Regions from separate parts of the Zea mays genome. Here region 2 is linked to region 1. The links are chromatin contacts, called in public Hi-C maps. All regions are on one chromosome and are shown on one strand. Each heading gives the region's core, a stretch centred on a gene start, on an enhancer-like site or on the middle of the called end of the contact. The rest is flanking DNA. Distances are from core to core; before and after follow the strand shown.

What was found. Hi-C and Micro-C count contacts between places; a contact is called where the count stands out from the background.
Region 2: a contact with region 1 is called in a Hi-C map of ear, with 1.7 times the contacts expected there. The contact joins the promoter of LOC100277112 here to the promoter of LOC542230 in region 1. A contact is called at or near these places in 2 of 25 Hi-C or Micro-C datasets (ear and leaf).

What each region holds. Positions count from the first base shown.
Region 1 is chr1:7,097,753-7,101,268 of Zm-B73-REFERENCE-NAM-5.0, forward strand. LOC542230 (catalase 2) reads right to left here and starts at 1,980. Exons shown (of 5, transcript NM_001111840.2): 1 at 1,934-1,980; 2 at 599-1,843; 3 at 422-489; 4 at 250-343; 5 at 1-136. The coding sequence starts at 1,948. The coding sequence ends at 77.
Region 2 is chr1:7,233,224-7,236,534 of Zm-B73-REFERENCE-NAM-5.0, forward strand. It overlaps LOC100277112, which reads left to right and starts at 2,010. Exons shown (of 10, transcript NM_001150772.2): 1 at 2,010-2,197; 2 at 2,309-2,367; 3 at 2,477-2,517; 4 at 2,900-2,931; 5 at 3,283-3,311. The coding sequence starts at 2,114.

The sequences.
Region 1 (3,516 bases), core at 730-3,229:
CCATGCATATGATGCATGAGCGAAAGCAGACAGAGAGCTCCGTCCTCCCCCGCGCGGCGCCCTTGTCTGGTAGATCTTACATGCTCGGCTTGGCGCTGAGGCGGCTCGCGAGCTTCTGGCCCAGAGACCTGTCGGCCTGCATCCATGGACGAGGCAACCAGCGCGATTCAGAGTGCAGCTCGTTCAGTTCAGCGAGCAAATGACATCATCGCCTGAATAATTAAGCTGCGGGTTGTCACCTACACCTACCTGAGACCAGTTGGAGAGCCAGATGGTCCTGATCTCGTGGGTGAGGCGGGGGTCGGAGAGCGCGTCGACCCATCTGGTTATGAACCGCTCTTGCCTGCAGTACAGTCCAGTTCAGTCCAGTTGAAAAGGCAAAGAAAGGAAGGAATTGGGATGACGGCGCCACTGCACGCACCTTGCTGGGTCCATCGCGCGGTACCTCTCCCCGGGCTGCTTGAAGTTGTTCTCCTTGCTAATCACAGTCTGCAGCAACGACGGACAGGACAGGTGATCGATGATGAGCGGCTACTTATTACTATCGATCGATGACGATGATCGACAGGGTGATTGATTGATGATATGCATGCAGTACCTTCTCTCGGCGGCCGGCGATGTGGGCGGTCGGGATCGGGTACCTCGGCGCGTTCCTGACGGCGTCGTACCTGGAGGGGAAGTAGTCGACCTCCTCGTGGCGGTGCATGAAGTTCATGGATCCGTCGTAGTGGTTGTTGTGGTGTGCGCACTTGGGCGCGTTGGCCGGTAGCAGCAGGTAGTTGGGGCCGAGGCGGTGGCGCTGCGTGTCGGAGTAGGAGAAGATCCTGGTCTGCAGCAGCTTGTCGTCGGAGTAGTAGATACCAGGGACGATGAGGCCCGGGCAGAAGGCCAGCTGCTCGTTCTCCGCGAAGAAGTTGTCGATGTTGCGGTTGAGCACCAGGCGGCCCACGGGCTGCAGCGGGAACGCGTCCTCGGGCCACGTCTTGGTCACGTCCAGCGGGTCCAGGTCGTCGAGGCGGTCTTCCATCTCGGGGTCCATGGTCTGGATGTAGAGCGTCCACTCGGGGAAGTTCCCCGCCGCGATGGCGTCCGTGAGGTCCTTGGTGGCGTGGCTGTGGTTGGCGCCGCCAACGGCGACGGCCTCGTCGTCCATCAGCGAGCGCACGCCGCAGGTGGGGCGCCAGTGGAACTTGACGTAGGTGACGGTGCCGGCGCGGCTGACGAGCGTGTACGTGTGCACCCCGGATCCGTCCATGTGGCGGTAGTCGGCGGGGATGCCGACGTCGTCGAAGAGGAAGGAGAACATGTGCAGGCTCTCCGGGTGGTGCGAGAAGAAGTCGAGGATGCGCCAGTTGTCCTGGATGTGCGTCCGCGGGTTGGGCTTGAGCGCGTGCACCATGTCCGGGAACTTGATGCCGTCGCGGATGAAGAAGACGGGGAAGTTGTTGCCCACCAGGTCCCAGTTGCCCTCCCGGGTGTAGAACTTGACGGCGAACCCGCGCGGGTCGCGCAGCGTCTCGGGGCTCCCGCGCTCGTGGATCACCGTGGAGAAGCGGACGATGACGGGCGTCTGCACCCCGGGCGCGCGCAGGAAGTCGGCGCACGTCAGGTGGGTGATGTCGTGGGTCACCTCGAAGAAGCCCTTGGCGCTGGCGCCACGCGCGTGCACCACGCGCTCCGGGATGCGCTCGCGGTCGAAGTTGGCTAGCTTCTCCACCAGGTGGTAGTCCTCCAGCAGGATGGGACCTCGTGCGCCGACGGTGAGGGAGCTGTCGTTGTTCCACACGGGGGCGCCGGAGTTGGTGGTCCAGTACGGGGCGTTGAAGGCGCTCGACGGGCGGTGCTGCACAAGCATGCATGCATATATGAACAGCCGTCCGATCCATCGTCAACGACGAAACACGAATTGAGACAGCAAACAAGAACGGCGTACCTTGTACGGGTCCATGGCCGCTACGACGTACGTACGCAAGGTCGGCCTGCGAGGAGGCTGCGACACGGATAGCGCCGGTCGTTATATATAGCCGGAGCAACGAGTGACGGGGGAGGAGGCTCTTTTTGCCCTCGACTGGGTGGGTTCTGCTGTAGGCCGCGCCTCATCCACACGCTCACCGGCGCGCGCCGTCCTCCAGAAAAAAAAAGCGCAGGTTTTGTTTGTTGCCGGATAAGCCTAGCGAAGGCAGGAAAAGGTTGAAATCATGGGCAGATATTCTCGCTGCAGATGCCGTTCACACTGCCGTGCCGAGACAAGAGCCCAGCACAGCAGCGAGCTCATGGGCAGGGCGACGTGGATGCGCCATGAACATGACATGCCTACGGCGAGCCGAGCCTTCCCAAAAGCCACCCAGATTTTTTTTCACGGCCAAGGCCAATGCGTTGCGTTACACGGCTACTACTACTTCGCGACCAGCGCACCCATTGGGGGCGTTTTTTTTTTTCATTTTTCTTTTCTCGTTCCGGGACGGTTCGATGAATAATGCACCAAAAAAAGGGAAGAAAAGACGAGCGTCGTCATGCAAGCATCCACAGCCGAGGCGCTGTTCAGTCCTGCCCACGCTCAACAACCCTATCTATCCCCCCATTCTAAAACAAACAAACAAACAAATGCTTGCGGTGAGCCGTTACGTGAGGAGGAGCTGAGGGCGGCCTGCCTCCATCACCAAGCTAGCACCATTATTTTACCGCTTGGAATTTCTTTTTGTGCTGTCTGAGTTATAATATACTGTTAACATATATTAATATGCTAGGCATTCAGTCTAATAGGGTAATTCAAATAGGCTATTAGGGTAATCCGAAATTACCAACCCCGAATAGATCCATAATTTTGGTTCGATCTGTTCGATCCACCGAAAAGACCAAATAGTAGATAGATTAGTATATTTTGTTAAAATATATACGATGCATAATTTAAGTAGAAGTAATATTATTATAACAAGTGGCTATAGAAAATAGAATATACATATATATGCTATCGTTAGGATGACATCATCATGATTTTTAGCTAACAAATTCATAAATCATATAATAATACCATCACATACTAAGAACTTTTTTTTATATATTTCGTGTTATTTATTCTATTCGGGTTTTAAAGGTAGCAACCGAACCCAAACCTTGTACCCGAAATATAGTGCATGGAAGTCTTTGGTTGCACCCTAGTTGTGCAGAAGCTAGGCGTGAAATCTTATTTAGTGTTATATCGGCGTGATGCTAACTCTTGAGTTTAATAATGCGCTCTTTATTGAAAAATTTCTTCAACACCAATAAATAGGCATGGTTTGTCCCGTGTTTCATAGAGGAATTTACAGTGTGAGGTAATAATATTTATCTGGATAGGAACATAGTCTATGCAACTTCAAGGATGCGAGGTAGACACGCTGGAGTTGGGAGCACTGGCGACGAGCAGAGGCATGGCGTGGGCACACGACAGCCACCAGCCACGGTGCTGGTGGAGGGAATGGACCGCACCATAAACCTCAAGACTCAGTAAAGGCTGGACCAGGACCACGATGGATT
Region 2 (3,311 bases), core at 760-3,259, 140 kb after region 1:
CGTGGTCGGGCGAGGCGGTGATTCCTCCGAGGTCGAGGCTGAGTCCGAGCCTTGGGGTCGGGCGAGACGGAGACCGTCGTCCGAGGTCGAGGCTGAGTCCGAGCCCTAGGGTCGGGCGAGGCGGAGACCGTCGTCCGAGGTCGAGGTGGACTCCGAGCCCTGGGGTCGGGCGAGGCGGAGATCGTCTTCCGGCGTCGAGGTTGAGTCCGAGCCCTGGGGTCGGGCGAGGCGGAGTCCGTCGTCCGAGGTCGAGGTTGAGTCCGAGCCCTCGGGTCGGGCGAGGCGGAGTCCGTCGTCCGAGGTCGAGGTTGAGTCCGAGCCCTGGGGTCGGGCGAGGCGGAGCTTCTTATGGCGCCCGAGGCTGGACTTGGCTACTGTCAGTCTCACCCTGGCGGGTGGCATAGCAGTCGGAGCAGGGCAGGCGACGCTGTTTTCCTGTCAGGTCAGCCAGTGGAGGGGCGAAGTGACTGCGGTCACTTCGGCTCTGTCGACTGAAGAGCGCGCGTCAGGATAAGGTGTCAGGCGATCCTTGCATTGAATGCTCCTGCGATCCGGTCGGCTGGCGAGGCGATCTGGCCAAGGTTGCTTCTCCGCGAAGCCTGCCCGAGCTGGGCCTCGGGTGAGTCGAAGGTGTGCCCGTTGCTTGAGGGGACCCTCGGGCGAGACGTGAATTCTCCTGGGTCGGCTGTCTTTGCCCGAGGCTGGGCTCGGGCGAGGCAAGATCGTGTCTCTTGAGTGGGCGGAGCCTTGACCTGAATTGCGTCCATCAGGCCTTTGCAGCTTTGTGCTGATGGGGGTTACCAGCTGAGATTAGGAGTCTTGGGGGTACCCCTAATTATGGTCCCCGACAAACCTATACATAAAAAGAAATATCTTATCTTACTGTGGCTAAACATGTCAAATTTAGTTAAATCTGTATAATCTTAAATGTAGTAAACTGTAGTAAGGGTTCGATTTGAGGGACTAAAGATTAGTCCCTCCTTTTTTAGTCTTATTTATGGCCCGTTTGGTTTGAGGGACTAAAGATTAGTCCCTTCATTTTAGTCATATTTAGTCCCTAAATTGACAAACAGTGTGACTAAAACTAGGACTAAACTGTTTTAGTCTCTAGTCCCTCAAGGGGTGACTAAAAGAGACTAAACCATATAAATTCCACTTTTTGTCCCTCCTTTATTTCAGTTACACTAATAGCGGGAGAATGCTAAGGGGTATTTTAGTATTCTTATGATTCGTTTAGTGTGTTTTGAATAATTTTAGTCTCTAGAACCAAACATGGTAGGGACTAAATTTTAGTTTCCTAACTAAACTTTAGTTCTTGGACTAAAGGAACCAAACGAGGCCTTAGTCCATAAATTGCTAAAGGGTGGGACTAAAACATGGACTAAACTGTTTTAGTCTTTAGTCCCTTAAGGAGTCATTAAAAGGGACTAGACTATATGAATTCCACTTTTTACTCCTCCTTTATTTCAGTTGCACTAACGAGGGATATTTCAGTCCTCTTATGATTTATTTAATATATTTTGAATATTTTTAGTCCTTATAACCAAATAAGGTAGAGACTAAGTTTTAGTCTTCTAAACTTTATTCCATAGATTAGAGGCTAAGGTCTTGTTCGTTTGTGTCGGATTGCACCCGGAATCGTTCCAGCTAGTCAAAGTTTATATAAATTAGAGAAACAATTTGGTTAGGAATCGTTCCGACCCACCAATCCGGCACAAACGAACAAGCCTAAGGGGCCGTTCGTTTGTTTCGGAATGGAGGCCTAGAACAAATTCTAACCGGTTTGGTTCTCTAATTTATATAAGTTTTGATCAGCTGGATTGATTCCTGGTCCATTCCTGGACAAACGAACAAGGCCTAAGTGAGGCAGCAAACCAAACGTTTACTAAAAATGCAAGTGGCCAAGATTTGGCTGTGCCGTCAGCCTTTGCAGTTCTAAAATTGACCATGTGATCGAAAATCCAAGCAGAAAGTTGTACCTTTACCCTGGAGGGGGCTGATGCGTCGCTTCATTTCTGCTCTTCTGCCGTCTAGTCCTTTGTACTGACCGGCGCTCCGGTCGTCTCCTCGCGCTTGCGGGTTCCCCGTCCCCACCCCACGCCGGGGGCAAGAGATGGAGAACGCGGTGGTGCTCCGGGAGTGGTTTGACCGCGTCGACGCCGGCCGCACCGGCAACATCACCGCTGCCCAGCTCCAGGTTCGCTCCCCTCTTCGCCATAGCCTTCACCCGCCGATCCGTTCTACCGTTAGAGGTGCTGAGTGCTGATCGCTAACGCGCTCCAACCGGCTGGGTTCCCACCATCACCAGGGCGCGCTCGCTGTCGGCAACCTCAACTTCCCCATCTCCGTCGTGCAGCAGATGATTAGGTCGTCTTTTCACCCCTTGCCTTCTGTTATGTTCCCTACTTCCCTCTGTTTTTCCGGGTTTTTTTTTTTTTACTTCGCGGCTAGCAACGATAACGGCCTTTTGGTGCAGGATGTATGACTTCGATCGGAATGGCACCATGAACTTCGAAGGTTAGGCGCACCATTATTGCTAAGAGCAACTCCAAACTCTATATACTTCTTAATTGCCAGGAATAGAGGTTTTGGTGGGAAAAAATATCCTTAAACAACTTCTTTAAATAGTTATCCAAATATAACCATCTTCCATTCCATATTTCTTGCTAACCAAAGATAGAAAACGAGAATGGTTAAAAGCTGAGAGTAAAAAGATATAGAATGTGATTTTATGCAAATGACTCTCCAAACGATAATTTAGAGAAGGAAATTTTGAAAAACTTTTGGAGATGCTCTAAGTGAATGAAGAGAGCTGGTGGAGCTCTAGTCTTTCATTGTGACTTATCCAGTTATGACCTATGAGTTATTCTAGACTCTTATATCTGTTTTCCCTTCGCAGAGTTTCTGGCTCTTAACAAATTCCTACAGAAGGTATGTATGTGGCTTCTCTAATTTGGATCTGTTGCGCATTTAGGAATTAGGATTAGATGATTAGTGGATTACTCACTCAGACAAGCATCTTCTGCAACAGGCAATTTTTCTGTTTCATAATCAACTGGGTCTGATATGTCTCATACCAACTAATGGCCGTGAGAATGTTATTTAGGCTTATATAAGTTATACAGAAGATGTTTCGTTATGATAATGCACAAAAGTTATGGTGTGCAATGAAAGGTATATTTGAGAGTAATAGAAATAGACTCATTGTGCTGCATCCTTAACTGTAAGTTTCTTGTGTGCGACTCATCGTAATCGCAGGTGTTTCCTGTTTCCAATTTGCAGGTGCAAAATGTGTTTTCCACCCTGGATAG